Linked DNA regions of Mus musculus: region 2 is linked to region 1. The links are chromatin contacts, called in public HiChIP or PLAC-seq maps. All regions are on one chromosome and are shown on one strand. The core of a region is the stretch at or near the end of the contact, and the rest is flanking DNA. Distances in the headings are between cores, read along the strand shown. Region 1 overlaps B4galnt3 (beta-1,4-N-acetyl-galactosaminyl transferase 3). Region 2 has its middle 24 kb from the start of B4galnt3.

Region 1 (7,194 bases), core at 3,274-5,773:
TATTTGCCCCTGAATTGCCTTTGCCTTTTCCATAAATGCCTGTTAAGATTCTGAACCACCGATGTTCTAGAGGAGCATGCATTAGGAACTGGCTTCAGAAAGCAGTTGTGAGGGGTCCAAAAAAAAAAAAAAAATCACACCAGGTACAGTGACACAGCAGGGCAGTTAGTTAGTCACTTGAGTCTGCACAGCAAAGCAACAGTCAAAATCCCAGCCACTCTGAAACTTTTTACTTATGGGCATTGGTATTCTTTTTATTTTATTTTTTAATGAACATGTCCGTGTACAAGATACCATAAGTACATGCTTATGCCCAAACTCTGGAATAGCATGGTGTTCTGGGACGTCATATTTTACAGTCATCTTGGGGCCTGGGGTAGAGACGACTTTTCTTGGCTGTGCGGTGTGGGCCAGTCCATTGTCTTTGTTGTTCCTGCTGCAGAGTGATCTCACAGCTTGGGCGGTTTGATTTCCAACCCACCCACACAAGGGCAAGAGTGAAAGAGACAACGTTAGCCCCTCTACGCTGTGATACTGTCTGTTTTAAAGCCCAGTGGGAGGGTGGGTTACAATGCTGGTACAGTTGTTCTAGGTGACATCACCAGATTGCTGGAGACAGTGTGCTGAGCCATTGCTGTAAAGATCAGTTGCTCTGGTATCTAGCCTTCACTCTATTAGAGCAGCTTGGATCAGTTTTCTTTTTCTTGTTTTTTTTTTTTTTCTTCCACTTTTTTTGTTGTTTATTTTTGAGACAGGGTCTCATATCGCCCAGGCTGGCTGCACGGTTGTCTCAACTGTGTAGTTGACAATGAACCTGAACTCTTCCCAACCCTCTGCCTTCATCTCCCAAGGGCTAGGGTTACAGGCATGAGCCAGCTCTTCCAGCATATTCCCATTCTCTCTCTCTCTCTCTCTCTCTCTCTCTCTCTCTCTCTCTCTCTCTCTCTCTCATTTTGGAAATAGGATCTCACTATGTAGCTCAAGCTAGCCTGAAAGTTATGATCCTCCAGCCTCAGCTTCCTGAATACTGGAATTATAGGCATGTGCCCTCGTTATCTGTCCTAGATTGACTTTTTGTTTTGAGAAAAAAGAGGGCTTGGCTGGGCTGGAACTCACAGAACCTGCCTCTGCCTATAGAGTACTGAGGTTTAAGGCATCTGCTACCACACCCTGACAGAATCAACTTTTTTTGCTTTTGGGGTTTGGTTGGTTGGTTGGTTTGTTGGTTGGTTGGTTGGTTGGTTGGTTTTGGAGACAGTGTTTTCCTGGGTAGCCCTGGCTGTCCTATTCTGTAGACCAGACTGTCCTTGAACTCACAGAGATCCATCTGCCTCTGCCTCCCATGTGCTGGGGTTAAAGGTGTGTGCCCTCACAGCCTGGCCAGAATTGACTTTTAAAAGAAATAATTGGGGGCTGGAGAGATGGCTCACTGACTGCTCTTCCAAAGGTCCTGAGTTCAAATCCCAGCAACCACATGGTGGCTCACAACCACCCATAATGAGATCTGATGCCCTCCTCCGGTGTGTCTAAAGACAGCTACAGTGAACTTACATATAATAATAAATAAATCTCTTAAAAAAGGAGAGATATTTATTATCTTAGTACATGTATGTGGCTTTTCGGTGGTAAATGACCGATTTCCGTGGATTTCATTTTTAAACGTCAAAAGATTTAAAATCCTTAATCTTCATAGATCTTCAGAGAATCCCTGATTTCCTAGGACAGGGAGGTGAGTAACAGCCACTCCAGCCCAGCTTCTCCATCTCTCCCATGGCTGGGACTTCTGTGTGTCCAGCTCAGTGGCTCTTGGAATGGGGTGCCCACCCCCTTTGCAGTATGCCTGAGAGGTTGAAGTTAGTGGAGAGTCTTGCTCTAAGCGAACACTTCAGGCCTTGCCTTTCTTCCCTGGGCAGCAGCCATAGCTATTGTCCTTAGTGTGTCAGAGGGGACTAAGCAGATGGGACAGCTGGGACTGGGTATGGAATACCTGTCCTTAGAAACTTCCTGGTACACCGGCAAACTCCAATGCCAGCCATCTCTTCTGTTGGTCAGTGGGCAGATCTATTAGAACACTCTGTCTACCCAGGACATTCCTCCAAACAAAAATAATTACAAGGGTCAGACGGTAGTGGTGCAAATCTTTAATCCCAGTACTTGGTAGGCAGAAGCAGACAGATCTCTGTGAGTTTTGAGGCCAATCTGACCTACAGAATGAGTGAGTTCTAGAACAGTCAGGGCTACACAGAAAGACCCTGTCTTTAAAATATATATATATATATATATATAATTATTGTGGTAATTATTTGTTACAACAAAATATTATTATTAAAATAATAGTAATAATTATTATAAACAAGAAAAAAAAGAAAGACAGTAGTTTTTCTCTTGTGATCTTTTTTTTTTTTTTTTTTTTTTTTTTGGTTTTTCGAGACAGGGTTTCTCTGTATAGCCCTGGCTGTCCTGGAGCTCACTTTGTAGACCAGGCTGACCTTGGACTCAGAAATCCTGCCTCTGCCTCCCGAGTGCTGGGATTAAAGGCGTGCGCCACCACGCCCAGCCTCTTGTGATCTTTTTTTTTTTTTTTTTTTAAGATTTTATTTTTTATTTATTATATATAGGTACAATGTCGCTGTCTTCAGACACTCCAGAAGTAGGAGTCAGATTTTGTTACGGATGGTTGTGAGCCACCATGTGGTTGCTGGGATTTGAACTCCGGACCTTCGGAAGAGCAGTCGGGTGCTCTTACCCACTGAGCCATCTCACCAGCCCACCTCTTGTGATCTTGACTAGAAGTACCTTCCTAACCCAGCTCTTCCACTGTTTTTAAATAAATAAACAAACAAATAACTCACTGACCTTACTCCGACCCCTGTCGTCTAACCGCACAGTGACACGTTGACCGGTACTAAGAATGCAGTGGTGGAATGGCTTGCTCTAGATTCAGCTTCTATAAGCATTTGTTCATTCTCAGACATAACTCAGATGTGCTGGGACACATGGGAAGGAACTGTTAGCTCTTCCCAGGGAAGGCACAGAGGGCCTTAGATGTATTTGAGAAAACTTTTGAGGACTAAAAAGGAGCCTAACGAGGAAACCGCATTTGTACAAGCGTGGAAAGCTGAGGGTTGGGTGGTTCGGGGGCAAAGACTGGGAGTGGGAAGTCAGTAGGGCAAGGAGGGTGTGTGCGGTGGGGGCTGGGAAGGCAGGTCAGTCATAAAGATCACAGTGAGATGATCTTTATGACGATGTGACTAAAGTCTGAAGTCACCTGAAGTTTTTAGCTGCAGAGTGACCTGCTTCATCAGATCAGTCCAGTTGCTCAGGACAGTCCTGGGGGGCAGTAAGAACACCCAGGGCAGGGGAGACGCCACCATCTGCCTCCTCCTGCTGCTGACCTGGAAAGCCCAGTAAGTCCCAGCAGAGGTGGAGTAGACCTTCCCTTCCCTGAATACCCCTTCTGCACTCACCTTCTCCATGGAGTAATTGCTGTGTGTTCTCAGGGAGTCACTTCCTGAGCCCCGATATCCTCCCTTCTAAATGAGACAAGCTGACAAGTACTTTCTCCCGTACGGCCAGCTGTAAGTTCCAAACCATCACAAGCTTGGAGGAGGGGCTGGAGAGATGGCTCAGTGGTTAAGCGCACTGACTGCTCTTCCAGAGGTCCTGAGTTCAAATCCCAGCAACCACATGGTGTCTCACAACCATCTGTAATGGGATCTGATGCTCTTTTCTGGTGTGTATGAAGACAGCCACAGTGTACTTATATATAATAAATAAAACTAGGAGGAAGCCCACCCCTTCCCTGGCCTTCTGTCTATGTCAGGCAAAGGAGAAGGGCCACCTCGGAGGCTGAGGTTCCAGAGTGCCACATCTTTGTTAGTATAGAGTCCCTAAAATGGAACAACACAAAACACAAATTCTGATGTAGTTGTCAGTCTGGGTCTGAGGAAGAAGACAGTGTCCAAGGATCCCCAAGACACCCCCACAGTCGGAGGTTACCCACAAAAGTTTGAGGCTCAGCCAAATACTGGGTAGAGCCTACCTCAAAGAAAAGGCTATTTCTCTCTTCCACTCTCCTTCCCTGCTTCCCTGAGGGCTTCCTATAGCACCTCAGGCTCTCTTGGCTGAGCTGGATTGCTTGCGGAGGAGCTGGGAGAAATTGGTATCTCCCTGCCCTCAGGCCAAAGCTGCTTTCTGGGCAAAAACCCCTTCTCGTGCCAAGTGCCAAGTCTGACATCGTAGCTCCAGGCTTCACACAGCTGACGGCTCTGCTCTGGTGGCCGTGCTCCCCTCAAGTCAGAGAACCAGAGCTCTCTGACCTGGAGGTCTCCTGGGGAGGGGACAGAAGCAGACCACTTGGAGAAGACAACTGAATCCTTTAAGCTGGACTTGAGGAATTTCCCCAGAAGCAGCATAAAGTCCCCATTCTTTTCCTTCCTTGGAGCCTCTAACCGCCTCCCACCTACCAACCCACAGACTTCCTCACCCACCCCAGCCCCCTCCCTACATTCCTGTGAGTGGTGGCTACTTCCCAAGGTCCCAGGTCAGAGAGTGACAAGCTAGCCTCTGCCAGTCAGTGAGGAGCCTGTGAGCTGCAGGAGGCCCTGAGGGGGCCCCCAGATACCACCATGGATTTCCTCAGATGCTTCCCCCAGCCAGAGTATGGAGACCACTGGGTAGGTGAGGTCATGACAGGCAGAAGGCTGCAGAGCCTTCCTCTCCTGAGAAACAGGGCAGGCATGATAGGCAAGCCCTTGGCTAGAACCTGACCAAGCTCCTCCCAGCTCCTTCTGTCACTTGCATCGTTTTGCCACGGCTATTAAGCCCCTTGCCTGCACGTGTGTGCATGTGTGCGTGTGTGTGCGTGTGTGTGAGTGTGTGTGTGTGTGTGTAACCTCAGAGTCAGGCCATAGGGCTGATGTTAGCTTTTCATCAGGACAAGCATTCCTGAGATAACCAACTCATGAACAAGAAAACATTGTGTAGGCTCAAGGGTTCAGAGGGTTAATCCTAGGCCTGCTTGGCCCAGTTCCTTTGACTTGTGGCAGCTTAGTGCATCCTGGTGGCAGAGGACTGACTGGCGAGTCATGAAAGATAGGAAGCAGTGAGGATCCCAGTAATCCCTTCAGGGGCACCGCCCTATAACCTAACCTTCTCCTATTAGGTCCTCACCTCCTAAAGCTTCCACATCTTCCAGTACCACCACGGACTGGGAGCCAAGCCTTCCATAGAGTATTCGAGAATCACTGTGTCCACTTCTCACTCACTGCCCCCTCTCTGCCCCACACAGTTCCGGGGCCACGCCAACCTACATGTGTTTGAAGACTGGTGTGGCAGCTCCATCCAACAGCTGAGGAACAACCTGCACTTCCCACTCTACCCCCACGTGAGTACCTGTGGGGATGTTTGTACATGGTGCCTGGACCACCCTCTGTGTCTCCTGCATCTCATGCACTCCACCTGCCTCCTTCCCTGCTTCTTCTCAGTCCATCACAGTCGGTCTTACTCCCTCGATCTCTTGGGCCTTCTCTTCCTCTGTCCAGAAGATCTTTTTTGTCTTCTCCTTCCCCGAGACTCTTGCCACCTGCCGCTGGGCAGCATTTCATTCAGTTCAGGCTCTCTTGATGTTTATCCAAGGGCAACATGTGCATCGTACACGGCCAGCTGGACCGAGAAGCGAGTAGGATCTCATAAGCACACCTATCTTGTACTCCACCCACCATACCACACCCCTAGTCTCCCATCGGCTGCCCCCCTCTTCTCCTCCCCACCAGCCTTGAGTAGACCGAGTTCTTCAACTCTTCTTCCTGATTCTGAGTGACAGTTCATCTTTCTTGACGTAGATCCGCACAACTCTGAGGAAGCTGGCTGTGTCCCCCAAGTGGACCAACTATGGCCTCCGCATATTTGGCTATCTGCACCCTTTCACCGATGGTGAGGGAGTCCCGAAGCCCCACTCCTCTTCCTGCTTCCACCTTCCTGGGGCAGGAGGGTCCTAGAAACATAACCCTGAGCCCTTGTTACTCCATCACGGAGGGAGGGGAAACTAAGGCATAGTGAAATCTCATCCAGTATCCTCAGGCAACTGCCCCACCCCCAAAGCCTGGAACTGGCTGGTCTACATAATTCTTCTCCATCTTCATATTGCTCCCCCAGAATGTAGAGTCCCCTCCCCCATGCAAAAATGGCGGGTAGGGCAAGTCACTGTGAGTGAAGAAAATCAATGTGCAGGTGTAACAGAGGCGTTCAGCCTCCGTGCCAAGGCCCTCTTTGATTCACCCAGACACTCTGCTGTTGCCCAGGGAAAATCCAGTTTGCCATCGCTGCTGATGACAATGCTGAGTTCTGGCTGAGTCGTGATGACCAGGTCTCAGGCCTTCAGCTGCTGGCCAGCGTGGGCAAGGTAGGACCAGCTCAGCCCTTGACCTCTCATTGGCCCTTGGAGGCGGGTACTGATGTGGTATGAGGGTCTTGGGAGCCTCCTTGACCATTAATGTCATTGACATGAAGAAGGGACAGAAGCCACACATGGTGCCCCTCAGCTCTGTCCTACACTGAAAAGGGCATGGGAGATGTGGACAGAATGGGGACCCAGCTATATACATTTTTCAGGTTCCATTGTCCCCGAGCCCATGCTAAGGATTCATGCTGGGTTGGTTGCCTATGGGAAGGCTCCCTTCCATTATTGGGGGCAGAAGTGTGTTGGCCGGCAATCCTTTTTAACTCTGTCTTCCCTCCTTTGCTATTCCCCTCTTCCCCCATCTTCTCTCTTTTCCTCTCCTTCCTTCTCCCTTCTCTCCCCACTTCTAGACAGGAAAGGAATGGACAGCCCCTGGAGAGTTTGGGAAATTTCAGAGTCAAATTTCCAAGCCAGTGAGGTAAGTAGGGTGGGTTACCACCCACACTCTTGTGAGCCCCTCCAGTGCCAGGCGTGTCAGCATGAGAGATCCAGGAGGCCCCTTGCCATCTTCACCAGCTCACTGCTCAGGGTTAGTATGAGTGAGAATCCACACCGTTTGTCTAAGCAGAAGCCATCGGCCCTGCCTTTCCTCATTTTATAAATGGTTTTTAGACTCTTTTTCTCACGAGTGCATTTTGCCTACATGTATGTACAAGGGTGTGCCGTGTGTAGGCCTGGTGTCCTCAGAGGACAGAAGGCTTATTGGATCCTCTGAAACTGGTCTTACAGATGGT
Region 2 (7,194 bases), core at 1,457-3,956, 93 kb before region 1:
CCAGCTTTTTTTTTTTGTGTCCCTAAAGTTCCCCACTTCTACTTATACTTCCCTCTTCTACTTCCAAAGATCCCAACTCTGATTACTAGTCTTACTTTGTTTCTTCTGTTTCTTTTCTCTTTCCATCCACACCCGCTATCCTGGTTAAGTTTGTTTGTTTGTTTGTAAGATTACTCAAGGGATTGATGTAGTGGTGCATGCCATTAATCCAACACTCCAGAGAAACAGGTGGCTGAGTTTGAGGCTAGCCTGGTCAACATTATGAGTTCTAGGCCAGCCAAGGATACATAGTGAGATCCTATTTCTTTCTTTGTGTGTCTGTGGTTGTGTGAGTTTTATGTGCATGTGTGTATGTATGGAACTGTAGAGGCCAGAAGAGGATGTCAGATCCCTTGGAACTGGAGTTACAGGCATTTGTGAGCTGTGTGACATGGGTCCTGGGATCTGAACTCTGGTCCTCCTGGTTGAGCAGCAAGTGTTCTTAACAGCTGACTTATCTCTACAGTCCCTGTCTTGGTTAGCTTTAACGGTTGACCTGTCACAGCCCAGAGCAGTGGTTCTCAGCCTTCCCAATCTGCATCCTTTTAATAAAGTTCCTCATGTTGAGGTGACCCCCAATGATAAAATGACTCCGTTGCTACTTCATAACTGTAAGTTTGGTACTTTTATGAATTGTAATGTAAATGTATCCTGATATGCAGGATAGCCGATATGCGACCCCGTGTAGGGGTTTCAATCTACAGGTATAGAACCACTAGACTAGATTCTTTTGAGAGGAGAGTTACAAATGAAGAATTGGCTAGGTCATATTGACTTTTGGCCATGGCTGGTGGCGTAGGGGTGGGGGTTGTGTAGACTGTTAGCTGATGTGGGCAGACCCAGCCCACTGTGGGTGGTACCATCCTAAGTTGGTCCTAAACTATATAAAAAAGTTAGTCCACCTATGAACCTGCAAGCCATCTCTTTTTTTGTTTTTGTTTTTCGAGACAGGTTTTCTCTGTATAGCCCTGGCTGTCCTGGAACTCACTTTGTAGACCAGGCTGGCCTCGAACTCAGAAATCTGCCTGCCTCTGCCTCCCTCGTGCTGGGATTAAAGGCATGCGCCACCATGCCCTGCTGCAAGCCATCTCTTGCGTGGTTCTGGCCACACTTCTTTGACTGTTGAATGAATTCCTTGGCTGGAAATAATGCTATATACAATATGGAATAGCAAGTAGGCCTGCCTTCAAGTTCCTACCTTGATTTCCCTCAGTGAAGAACCTGGAGTGTTACCTGGAGTTGTACCCTAAAATAAATCTTTTGTCTGCTAGGTTGCTTTTGTTAGTGTTGTATCATAGCAGCAGCAGAAAGGAACTGAGAATCCCCAGGAGAACTGATTAGTGTGTTCAGTGCTATGGCTGTCTCTGCTCCTTGCAAGCATTAGTGCCTAAAGGACTCTTGCTGCGCTAACTCTCTATTTCCATAGTAGCTCCACCCTCAATAGTGATTCATTCTATTGGCAGGGGAGGGCTGAGGATCCACAGAGCTGTTGTCAGGAAACCAGTCTATCAGGGGAAAACAGCACTTCAACCCTGCTTTAACATATCCATTCCTGAACATTACAAACACTAACTCTGAAAGGAGATGATCTCGAGTCAGCCAGAAGATTAACTCTTTTTTATTGGATATTTTCTTTATTTACATTTCAAATGTTACTCACTTTCCCCGTTCTCCCTCACCCCAAAACCCCCTATTCCATCCTCCCTCCCCCTGCTTCTATAAGGGTGTTCCTCCACCCACTACCCTCTTCCACCTCACCACCCTTGATTCCCCTACACTGAGGCATCTATTGAGCCTTCATAGGACCAAGGACAAAAATGAACTCTTGATGTTTAAGTCCCTACACAGAAACACGAGTAACATGAAAATCCAGGATGTTCCTCTCTAAAATCTACCAACCCCAGAGTAATGGCCCCCAGTGAGAATGACTGATAGGGAAATTCCAGACAAAGAATTCAGAAGAATGATTATAAATACATTCAAAGAAGCTGAGCAGTGGTGGCACACGCCTTTAGTCCCAGCACTTGGGAGGCAGAGGCAGGTGGATTGATTTCTATGGGTTCAAGGCCAGCCTGAGCCACAGAACTCTGGGTCAGAGAAATCTTGTCTCTGTGTGTGTGTGTGTGTGTGTGTGTGTGTGTGTGTGTGTGTGTAGAAAGAGAGAGAGAGAGTGTGTGTGTAGAAAGAGAGAGAGAGAATATATATATGAATATATATATGTATACACACACATACACACACACACATATATATACATATATATGTGTTTGTGTGTATATATATATATATATGTATATATACTAAGAAATGAGAGTATAAATAAACTTGAATGAATTCCAAAATATTTTAGAAAATACAAACCTCTAAACAAAATGAATCAATGTAGGAATGTACAAATGCGATTAAATAGAGAACTAGACACACTGAACAAAACCCATACTGTACGAATGCTGGAAATCGACACTGAGTAAGCAGTGTCAGGGGGCTCAGCAGGTAGAAGGACTTGCTGTGGAAAGCTGACAACCTGAGTTCAGTCTCTAGAGCCCATTCCTGAGGGTTGTCCTCTGACTCCACGTGTGTTTTGTGGCATGTGCCCGTCCCCATCATACGCACACAGCAATGATAAATAGGGCAAGTGAGATGACGCAGTCGGGTGCCTGCTGCCAAGCACGACGGCCGGAACTTATCTTGGGAGCTACATGGTAAATAAAGGAGAGGACTGACTCCTGCAAGCCACCCTACCCAAATAAAAGCCCATTTCTCAGCATGAAATAAAAGTCAGAACACAGAAAATATATATTTTAGGGTTTTTTTTTTTTAAATATTTTTGTTTTTCAAGACAGGGCTTCTTTGTGTGTCCCTGGCTATCGTGAAACATCCACCTGCCTCTGCCTCCTGAGTGTTGGGATTAAAGGCATGTACCACCATGGCCTGGCTGCATTTCAGGTTTGTTAGGACGATAATTGCCCACCCATATTAGTATTGTAAGGGAGGATTCAGCGAAACCCCTGCACTGGGCCATGCAACGCCCAGATAGAAAAGTTTATCGGGGGAGCAAACTGCCAATCTGTCTCCAAGAATAGAGGACAGCAGCTTAGCAGGAAGGCAGGCAGATTTTATATGGTAGAGGGTGTGGGTCCTTGAGCTGACGCAGGCTGTTAGGATTAATTAAGGTAGTTGGGCCTAGATAAAGGAGGTAGTGGTTTTCCTGGCAAACAGAAACCTTCCTTGCAAGATTCGTGAGGAATGCTGAGTTTAGGCTTCTGTTTACCCAATACGATCCTTCTGTTTACCCGGTCAGAGTCCTTCTGTTTAGGACATTGTCACCAGCACTGCCACCTTAGGGGCCTGGTTTAAACTTAATAAGTCTACCCAGGAAAACTAGCTGTTGTAGTTGATGGAAAAAGAGCATCCTATAATAAAAGCAGAGTAAGGGATTGATGGCCACTAAACCAGATCTGTAGTGGATACTGAAAGGGTTGGCCTGAAGTAAATGATTAACACAACTAAGAGGCTTTAGATAATACAATGATTATTGCCCGAGCTTTTGTCCCTGCCGGCAAGAACACACTCAGGACAACCGGAATCTTCTGTGGCAAAAGCTTTATTGCTTACTTCTCAGGAAGACCCCGAACCCAGAAAATGGCGCTGCTTATATAGCCTGCAGTGTGACGTTTCAGCACCTGATGTGGCGTGACAGCTCCTGATTCGTTGCTCGCCCATCATCCCATTACTACGCCCCAAGATGGGCAGTGACGAGGCCTGAGTCCACTCTTGCACCTGCGTACAAGGCTTGTTTACTAGTTAGGCACAGCGGAGGCCAGCGCCATCTTATAATGGCGATTGCTCGCAGCACGCACGGCTCTCCACAGCGATTGCTCGAGGTACAGCTCTCCACAAATGATAGCTAAACAAATATGAATTTGGGAAACACCAAACACTACCAAATTATAGTAAGCAATATACACCTTCCAATAATACTTCTGAATACTAATGATTTCCAATCACAGGACACCAACCAGATGTAAAGCAGAACCTGTTCTTTTGCTGCTTCCAAGAGGCACAAACACATTTCACCATGAAAGGCAGACACCGTCTCACACTAAGAGGCTGGAAAAGGTGTTTCAAGCAAATCAAACTAGGAAATAAGCAGCATTCCCTAATCTACTAGCTGACAAACCAAACCCCCAAAACTCTAAAGCAGCCGGGTGGTGGTGGCGCGTGCCTTTAATCCCAGCACTCAGGAGGCAGAGGCAGGCAGATTTCTGAGTTCGAGGCCAGCCTGGTCTACAAAGTGAATTCCAGGACAGCCAGGGCTACACAAAGAAACCCTGTCTCGAAAAAAAGAAAAAGAAAAAGAAAAAGAAAAAATCTATCAAAAGGACGTTACAATTCTAAACATATGTGCACAAAATATACAGTCATCAGAAAAACAAAACAAATTGGAATAAACCTAACCAAGGAAATAAAAGATCTTTTGTTTTGAGTTGAGATTTTTTTCTTCCAGTTCCCACTGATAAGATACCCATCCTATAAACAAACTCTCATCTGTGCTTCAGTAGACAACTCAGATGAACTTTACACACACACACACACACACACACACACACACAATGTGAAAGTAGAAGGGAAGTGAATTGGGAAGAAGAAGGCATGGAAAGACCCCAACACAAGGGTAACGAAGAGTGAAAATGACCCAACTACATAATGTGAATGTGTACAGTGTAAAGTTAATATATGCCAATAGAACATTTTAGAAGCCTTAGAAAAACACCATTTTCTTTTTAAGTTACTGTGGTAGGGCATACTAAAACTAGATTGCATTTATAATCTGTGGCCTGGGAAAGATAGCTCACTTGGTAAAGTGTCCACAGTCTAAGAATGAGGGCCCATGTTCAGATCCCTAGCAACAGGTGAAAGCCAAGCTTGGTGGAAAACAATCTGTGACCTAGATCCAGGCAGAGCAGAGAGAAATGAATCCCCAGGGGTTTGCAAACCAGCCAGTCTCACTAAGATGGCTCCTCCAGAGTCACTGAGGAGAGAGATCTCAATGTTGTGACGGTACATGAAAGAGTAGTAAACTCAGTGCTCCAAGGTATGCTAATCATAAAACAGATAGCGACATTCCTTCCTCCACCCACCCGCTTCCTGGGTTCAAAGAGTGTTCATTCAAAGAAAGTCACCCTGACCCACCCTGACCATTGCTGGAACCCACTATGCAAAGGTGCTATTGCTAGGGGCTCTTAGATTGTTAGGGGCTCTTAGAAACTGTCTTGAGAGATAACCTGACACTTGTGACTTTGTACTTCCTTGTGACTCTTAACTGGTATTTTTGGTATTTTCCAACAACGCCCTTCCCACCTCCTTGAGTTGTGGTTCCTTCCTTTAAATTCCCCCTTACTCAGCTACTCGGGGCGCCACGGTCCTCTACCCCTGCGTGGTGTATGACCGTGGGCCTGAGAGCACTCTTGAATAAAAATCCTCTTGCAATTTGCAGCAAGACCGTTTCTCGTTGGTGATTTTGGGGTGTCGCCTCTCCTGAGTCAGAACGTGGGGGAGTCCTCACGTTGTGGGTCTTTCATACACACCTTTAATCCTGAAGTTACTGAACTTGGAGATCATAACCTGTTCTCCAAGCTCAATAAGCCAATTTAAAAGGCCACAATAAAAGTGGAAAGCAGGGGCGATGGCTCAGTGGTTAAGAGCATTGCCTGCTCTTCCAGAGGTCCTGAGTTCAATTCCCAGCAACCACATGGTGGCTCACAACCATCTGTACTAAGATCTGATGCCCTCTTCTGGTGTGTCTGAAGACAGTGACAGTGTACTCATATACATGAATAAATAAACCTTAAAGAGAAAGAAAGAAAAAAAAGTGGAAAGCAGAAAGGAGATGAAGAGCTTATGACCTGAGAACTTCAGCATCTTCAGGATGTTAAGATGGAGGAAAGGTCAACATATCAACCTCCCACTGGTACTTACAACTTTTAGGCTGCATAGGAAAGCTCTGAATCTGTAATCTTCCACCTCAAGGTTCCCTTTTCTAAAACCCCAAGCTTGCTGCACCTGGGCACAGTCCTGACTCCCTTGGACAGACCACTACCCTTCTTTGTTCTGGTTAGGGGACAAGCTGTCTATTTCCATGTCACCCCAGTCAATCTCCATGTACCAGGAGGTTTATTCAAGTGTGTGACCATACCAAGAAGAGGGATCAAGATCCATCAAGCCTCCCAAATCCATCTCAGGGGTCCTGAAGTGACTCACAGTTTATAACTAGATGGCCAAGGACATTTACATCTAGGCTGGCACATTCAAAGTGTGGTCCCTCCCGCACAGCGTCACAGTCTTTATATTCCAAAGTTTGGTGGGAAGGTAAACACAGGACAGATTCAACAGAGGAGAAAGTACTGTGGGTGTGCACGGTGCCATCAGAAGATGACGTCGGTACCATCAACAGATGATGTAAGGTGTTCTGCTTGAGCTGAATCTTAAAGCAAATTCACAAGTAGACAGAGGTGGAGTGTTAGAAACAGAGGGACAGACAGCACATGGGCAGGCCTGGAAAACCAGAGTGGGGGAGGGGAGCACAAGCAGAACAGACAATGTAATGGACAAGAAATTGCAAACTGTATGAACTCCAATTTAATTCAATTATGAAAGGTTTATGGGGGCTAGAAAGATGTCTCAGCAGTTAAGAGCACTGACTACTCTTCCAAAGTTCCTGAGTTCAAATCCCAGCAACCACATGGTGGCTCACAACCATCTGTAATGAGACCTGAAGCCTCCCTTCTTTTGGTGTGTCTGAAGACAGCTACAGTGTACTTACATATAATAAATAAATAAATCTTTAAAAAAAGAAGAAAAAAAGGTTTATGGTGTATGTGTGTGTGTGTTTCTTTGTGTCTTTTAAATTGTTTGTTACATTTTCCCATCATTGGTGTGTGGAAGTCAGGGGATAAGTTTCTGAAATTGAGTATCTCCTTCCTCTAAGTGGGTCCCAGGCATCGAACTCAGATCATCAGGTTTCACAGCAGACTCCTTTACTTAACCATCTCCGTGGCCCATCTACTTAAAAATAGAGAGAAATAAATACAAGCTAGGCATGGTACTGTATACCTGTAGTCTCCCAAATATTTGTGAGACTGAGGCCACATTGTT

Evidence for each region. HiChIP or PLAC-seq counts read pairs in DNA pulled down with a chosen protein or histone mark.
Region 2: a contact with region 1 is called in an H3K27ac HiChIP or PLAC-seq map of extraembryonic endoderm stem cells, with 6 times the contacts expected there. The contact joins two enhancer-like sites. A contact is called at or near these places in 7 of 15 datasets of contacts at CTCF or cohesin (the G1E-ER4 cell line, the NIH/3T3 cell line, embryonic stem cells and 3 more), 104 of 484 Hi-C or Micro-C datasets (the 63-12 cell line, the AtT-20 cell line, B cells and 69 more), 12 of 115 datasets of contacts at active chromatin or transcription factors (the 230-238 cell line, bone marrow-derived dendritic cells, embryonic stem cells and 6 more) and 1 of 9 other capture datasets (liver).

What each region holds. Positions count from the first base shown.
Region 1 is chr6:120,223,285-120,230,478 of GRCm38.p6, reverse strand. B4galnt3 (beta-1,4-N-acetyl-galactosaminyl transferase 3) reads left to right here. Exons shown (of 20, transcript NM_198884.2): 4 at 5,291-5,386; 5 at 5,844-5,934; 6 at 6,303-6,403; 7 at 6,811-6,878. Among named protein-coding and RNA genes, the nearest start is that of B4galnt3, 68 kb to the left of the region's middle. Within about 2 kb of position 4,523, at least 16 of the 459 cell types and tissues checked have an H3K27ac peak or open chromatin away from gene starts, as enhancers often do. A contact at or near this core is called in extraembryonic endoderm stem cells, where this site is marked.
Region 2 is chr6:120,314,828-120,322,021 of GRCm38.p6, reverse strand. No RefSeq gene overlaps it. Among named protein-coding and RNA genes, the nearest start is that of B4galnt3, 24 kb to the right of the region's middle. Within about 2 kb of position 2,706, at least 24 of the 459 cell types and tissues checked have an H3K27ac peak or open chromatin away from gene starts, as enhancers often do. A contact at or near this core is called in extraembryonic endoderm stem cells, where this site is marked.